2 separate regions of the Pan troglodytes genome follow, and region 1 is linked to region 2. The links are chromatin contacts, called in public Hi-C maps. All regions are on one chromosome and are shown on one strand. Each heading gives the region's core, a stretch centred on a gene start, on an enhancer-like site or on the middle of the called end of the contact. The rest is flanking DNA. Distances are from core to core; before and after follow the strand shown. Region 1 holds the start of LOC100614109. Region 2 holds the start of LOC100613860 (putative uncharacterized protein FLJ41423).

Region 1 (2,887 bases), core at 112-2,611, 400 kb after region 2:
TGAGCCTCAGTGTCTTCATCTGTAAAATGGGAATAATTAGCCTCACCTTGCCTAGGCTTGAAAGATCAGCCGGTAGTTTGAGACCTGCCTGGGCAATATAGCAAGACCCTGTTCACCACAAAAAGGAAAAAAAAAAAGGGCGAAAGATCAGTCTGTGAGTCAAGTAAGACACACATGTGAACGGGATGTGTGGAGTGCTTTGCTAACGCTCCATTGTCTTAGTTACTATGTGCCTGGTTTTCTGCTCAACCCTCCAGGGTACGACTTTGTACAAGTCCCCAGGTCTCAACAGGACAGTGGGTGATCAGCCTACCTGAGAAGTGAAACTCATGATTTGGGTGAGTAGACTAGAGGAGAATCACATCTTTCTTTCTTTCTTTTTTTTTAGACGGAGTCTCGCTGTGTCACCCAGGGATCTCGGCTCACTGCAACCTCTGCCTCACCGGTTCCAGTGATTCTCCTGCCTCAGCCTCCCGAGTAGCTGGGATTACAGGCACACGCCACCACACCTGGCTAATTTGTTATTATTAGTAGAAATGGGGTTTCACCATGTTAGCCAGGCTGGTCTTGAACTCTTGACCTCAGATGATCCACCTGCCTCAGCCTCCCAAAGTGCTGGGATTACAGGCATGAGCCACCATGCCCGGCCTGAGAATCATTTCTTGAGCTATGATCTGTAACATTCAAATGAGCCTCTACGGACACAAAACAGAAAAATCATCAAAAAATGTCGGTGGAAAGTTCAGGTGAGAGAACTCAGGTGATGGTGCAGACAGAAGCAAGTAGGGGAGAAAGCTGGCTTCAGGGAGAGTGGTTAGGCCTTTGTGAGAAAGACTGGGGACTTCTCATATCATCCTCTGTGTCCCAGTTCCCAAAACACACACGCACATGGGCACATGCATGCAGGCACACAAAAACAAGCCCACACACCAGACGAAAAAATACAGATGCAGGTACACACACATGGACATGGACATGTGTGTGCCTGTGCCCATATAAACAAACATTAGTGCACACACACACTCACACACACACGGGCTCAAGCAGTATATGCTCACACACAACCATACACACAGATACGCACAGAGGTACATTCACACACAGACCAACACACACAGGCACACAGATGCATGCACGCATGCACGTGCGCGCGCACACATACACACACGTGCACCCACCCTCAGTGATACCTTCCAATCCACTGGCCTCTCCGAAATTAGCACAGACCATTTTCCCACGACCGTTTCTCGCTGAGCGTGTGATTCCAAAACTGTCCACAAGAAGGTGCTCGGGAGCCAGAATTCAGGCGTTCCCGGCCCGCGGACGCTTAGAGAGAGGAGCTTCGGAGTTATGGGGGGACCCACCCTTCCATTTAATAACTGAGAAAGCCACGGGAGGGGACTTGCTGGGCTCACAGCCAGTGATCCCTGCCCTGTTTCCTTATGGAGATTGCGGTCAGAAATGGGGAGTGGGGCAGAACCTGTCACTGTCACGGTCCTGTTTAGAGAGGAAGGTCGGAGAAACCAGTGCCGTGGAAGGCTCTCGGGCGTTGACAGGCGCTGTCCCCAGCTCACCGGCTCTATGACCCTGGGTAAGTTACCTGGCTTCTCTGTTCCTCAGTTTTCTCGTCTTCCCTGACCCAGGCTTTCCCGACTCCTCTAGGGGCCCCTTCCCCTCTCCATGAAACCTTCAGATCTCGGGCTGTTTTCCCCACTCAAGTGGCATCTCAGCTATCCCCTCCCGGGTTAGGCCTCCCTGGCCCCTATTTAACGGTGTCCCCACCCCCACCACTATCTTGTTTGTACCAACACTTGCTGCATGACCATGCACACTTGTTCATTTGTTCACGTTTATTTTGTCTTCTCCAGAAGAATGGGAACTTCGTAAGAGCAGGGACGTGAGGGTGAACTGCTCACCCGGGCACCGCTGGCGACCGGAACCCAGCTCCCTCCGGGCTCCGGGAGAGGCGGCCTCAGCTGTGTGCTGGTGCTGCCCTCCAGCGGCGCTGGGTCCCCATGGCACCTGGCTTTCTCCTGCTCCCCAGGGGCCTTTTCTTCTCCCACCCACCTGTCACCAGCTGCCAGGGCAAGTCTCTGTGTGACTCTAGGGTGAAGGTGGAGGGACCTTGCCTCCGAGGATTCATCCCACCTGGACTCCGATGAGTGAGGGACCCTCTCTGGCACCTGGTGTTTGAATGGCCAGCCTCACAGTTAATAAAGACAAGTTTGGTATCAGCTGTGGGATCCGTCCAGCAAAAGACACTTTTGGGTCAGAAATATAATGGTGCCTGTCTCGACATAGTCTAATAAGGAAAGAAAGACAAGCCAGTCCAACGGTCCCATTTTACAGATGAGGTCACTGCATCCCCACCTAGGACAGGAGGGTACAACGGCCTGGCCTAAGATAACCCTAGAATATGGTCACTCATTCTTCCACCCACTGAGAACCTCAGGGCAGTAGCGTTTTATGCAAAGCATGTGGTCCTGAACACCTTGCATAATTCAAAGCGTGCATAATTTCTGACTAATTTTGCCAGAGAAATGAATGCAAAGTAGAAAGGATGGGTTGCATACATTACTCCAATTGTGGCATATTTTTGCCTTAATGCTGCTTTTTATTTCCCTGGCATTATCGCTAATATTTCATAACGCACTCTCTGCTAAATTAACAGTGCAGCATTTCCTGCCGGTGGTTTGGCCTTCTTCATAACGTTTTATCACATCTCACTTCCTTTCCAATGTTATCGATTTTCAGGTGCGTTTTTCAGCACCACCACTTAAAGAACACTTGGATGACATTGTTACAGGATATGGGTAAAATATTTAAAGTTATAATAACTGTGAACATTGAGAAAATGGCACACTAGTCACCAGAATCTCCTGCAGAA
Region 2 (2,700 bases), core at 35-2,534:
CAGGGGGAAGGGGCAGTCAGGAGGAGGAGGGGGCCAGCCCAACCGCCCTTAGCATGCACACCCTGTTATGCTTTTTGACTTAGACTTGGGAGCAGATGCTTTTAGATGTAGGTCTCCTTAGAAACAGATGCTATCCCTGTTCTAGAATATAGAATAGAGTAGTTCCCCATCCTCTAGGTGTGCTTCATTTGCTGTCCACCCACTCATCCATCTCTCGACCCACCCACCCACCCATCCATCCACCCACTCTTTCATCCACCCACCCACCCACCCATCCATCCACCCACCCTTTCATCCACTCACCCACCCACCCACACACCCACCCATCCTTCCATCTACCCATCCTTTTTGGAGCGACCACCTGCTTTGTGTCTGGCTCTGGGCTGAGCTTTGGAGACACCAGAACTCTCCATTTAGACAAACAGACACAGAAATCATCATAATACAGAGGAACCTGTTCAATGATCAATGTCTCAAATAAGTACTGTGGTGGCACAGATGACGGACTCCACTGGCAGGGAGAAGGGATCAGAGAAGGCTTTGGAAGACAGCAACCTGTGAGTGGGCCATAAAGGGCAAACAGTTTGCTAGATGGAGAGTGTGAGCGTGACACGGTGTGTAGGAGGGAAAGTCAGTTCTGCGAACTAAATCCTCTCACACCCACATTCAGAGCAGGGGCCTATCCCCAGGCCCCATGGAGCCCGTATTCGGAGGCTTATCTGTAGCTGCAACCTCTAAACTTGGCCCCATCTCCTGACATTTCTGAGTGAAAAGGAGCCACTCTTTAGTGTGTGTGCTGCAGGCTCCTGTGGCTGTCACAGTACAGTTATTGCGGAATTAACAGGGGAACAGCCATCCAAGTGGAGAGGCACAGAATACTTCCTGTCCTAGCTCTGCCTTCAACTCACTGTGTAACTGTGGACAGTTTCGGCCTCAGTTTCCCCATCATAAAGATGGGAGATTGGCTGTCAACTCTGCCAGCTTCCTGCCTGGAGCGCAGCCCTGACACCCTGCCTGCAAGATACACGTTAGCAACGACCGTTCTCTCTACACCAAGCTCATTTGTCTGAGCGTATCAGCAACACGACACCTCGCAGTTCAGTGGATTTGATGTGAGCTCCCGCCCCTGGCACACCTAGCGTGTAATACCTGCCCCTGAAAAGGGGCATTTGAAGGCAAAGTGCATGGCAGAAGGAAGCCTGTAGGTGGCGCTATGGCTCCGGTTGCCGAGCTGCTCCCGGGAGATCCATTTTCAGAGGATCTGAGAAAAACCCGGCAGGGTTGATGGCAGCTCTTTCTTCTCGGTGCCCTCGCAGTGCAGCAGGCCCCGCTTATTTGCAAGAAGCAGCCAGGTCAGCCCACTGGGCCTCCCCACCTCTTGTGCCCCTTCGCACATTTCAGAGCTCTCTCTTTTCCTCTGGGTCCTTCCATTCAGGAGAGGAGGAGGAGGAGGGGGTGAGCCTGTTGCGAACGGCGTTGGTGGGGCAGGGGCCGGTTCCCCTGTTTCTGGGGAGCCTTTTCTGTGCTGGTTGCAGGCAGGAGCCCTCAGTGTGGAGCTGCGGTAAGCCTGTGCCCCGTTGTATTTGGGTCACAGCCTCCGTGACCCCCAGCCCCCGCCAGGCACTCCACACCTGCAGTGATTCGCTTGATATTTTAAAAGCACTCCATCTTCTGCCTGCTGCCTTCTCTCCATTCATCTGGGTCCAGGTTTTCACCGAGCCATCTAATAAAGAATCCAGGGGGGAGAATGATGGGGGCGAGGAGAGGGAAAGTGCTAACATTTATTAAGTGCCCGCTGGGTGCCCAGCACTTCCTCAACAACTAGAGCAGCGGTCTTTCTGCTTTCTTTCAGCTGCATAACCCTTTCCTCCATCCAAAATCGCAAGCCTAACCTGGCCGTGTAAACAAACACCAGGGAAGCGCCTCTGATGGAAGGGGATGGGGCACCTAAGGCCCTGTCCCTCACCATGTAGCAACCTCCCCACTCCTAACAGACACTTTGGTGCTTCCATGAAACCTGGATCTAAAAGCTCTGTGCTCACTAAATCTACATATAACTCTCCAAGGAAATAGTATCCCCATTTTTATAATACCAAGCTAAAGGCCAGAGAGGGAGAATGTAGGATCACACACTTTTTTTTTTTTTTTTTGAGATGGCGTTTCACTGTCACCCAGGCTATAGTGCAATGGCGTGATCTCAGCTCACTGCAACCTCCACCTCCCTGATTCAAGTGATTCTCCTGCCTCAGCCTTCTGAGTAGCTGGGATTATAGGCGCGCGCCACCACGCCCAGCTAATTTTTGTATTTTAATAGAGATGGGGTTTCACCATATTGGCCAGGCTGGTCTCCGAGCTCCTGACCTCAGGTGATCCGCCTGCTTTGGCCTCTCAAAGTGCTGGGATTATAGGCGTGAGCCACCGCGTCCGGCCCAGGGACACGATTATTAAAGGGCAGAGAGCCAGACTGGGGAGGCAGGTGTGCTCCATTCCCAAGCCCATGCTTGCCCTGGCTCTGCGGGAAGACAGTAGGTGCTTTGCTTCCTGAGAAAGGGCAGGAAGAGGCGTGGCTCCTCCAGCTGTACGGACGACCAGGCCAGATCCACATGGCCCCCTTTGGTGCTTGGATGTCTGGTAAACTGCCTGCCAAGGAGGAACGCAGGTAGGACAAGAGAACTGTTGGTGGTGAAACGCATGGGGAAT

The links. A called contact is a pair of places that touch in the nucleus more often than the background predicts.
Region 1: a contact with region 2 is called in a Hi-C map of stem cell-derived neural progenitor cells, with 4 times the contacts expected there. The contact joins the promoter of LOC100614109 here to the promoter of LOC100613860 in region 2. A contact is called at or near these places in 3 of 7 Hi-C or Micro-C datasets (induced pluripotent stem cells and stem cell-derived neural progenitor cells), 1 of 1 datasets of contacts at active chromatin or transcription factors (stem cell-derived excitatory neurons) and 1 of 1 other capture datasets (stem cell-derived neural stem cells).

The regions. Positions count from the first base shown.
Region 1 is chr9:49,779,495-49,782,381 of NHGRI_mPanTro3-v2.0_pri, forward strand. LOC100614109 reads left to right here and starts at 1,362. Exons shown (of 2, transcript XM_003313000.5): 1 at 1,362-1,591; 2 at 1,869-2,234. The coding sequence starts at 1,462. The coding sequence ends at 2,101.
Region 2 is chr9:49,382,653-49,385,352 of NHGRI_mPanTro3-v2.0_pri, forward strand. It overlaps LOC100613860 (putative uncharacterized protein FLJ41423), which reads left to right and starts at 1,285. Exons shown (of 1, transcript XM_003312999.5): 1 at 1,285-2,388. The coding sequence starts at 1,285. The coding sequence ends at 1,788.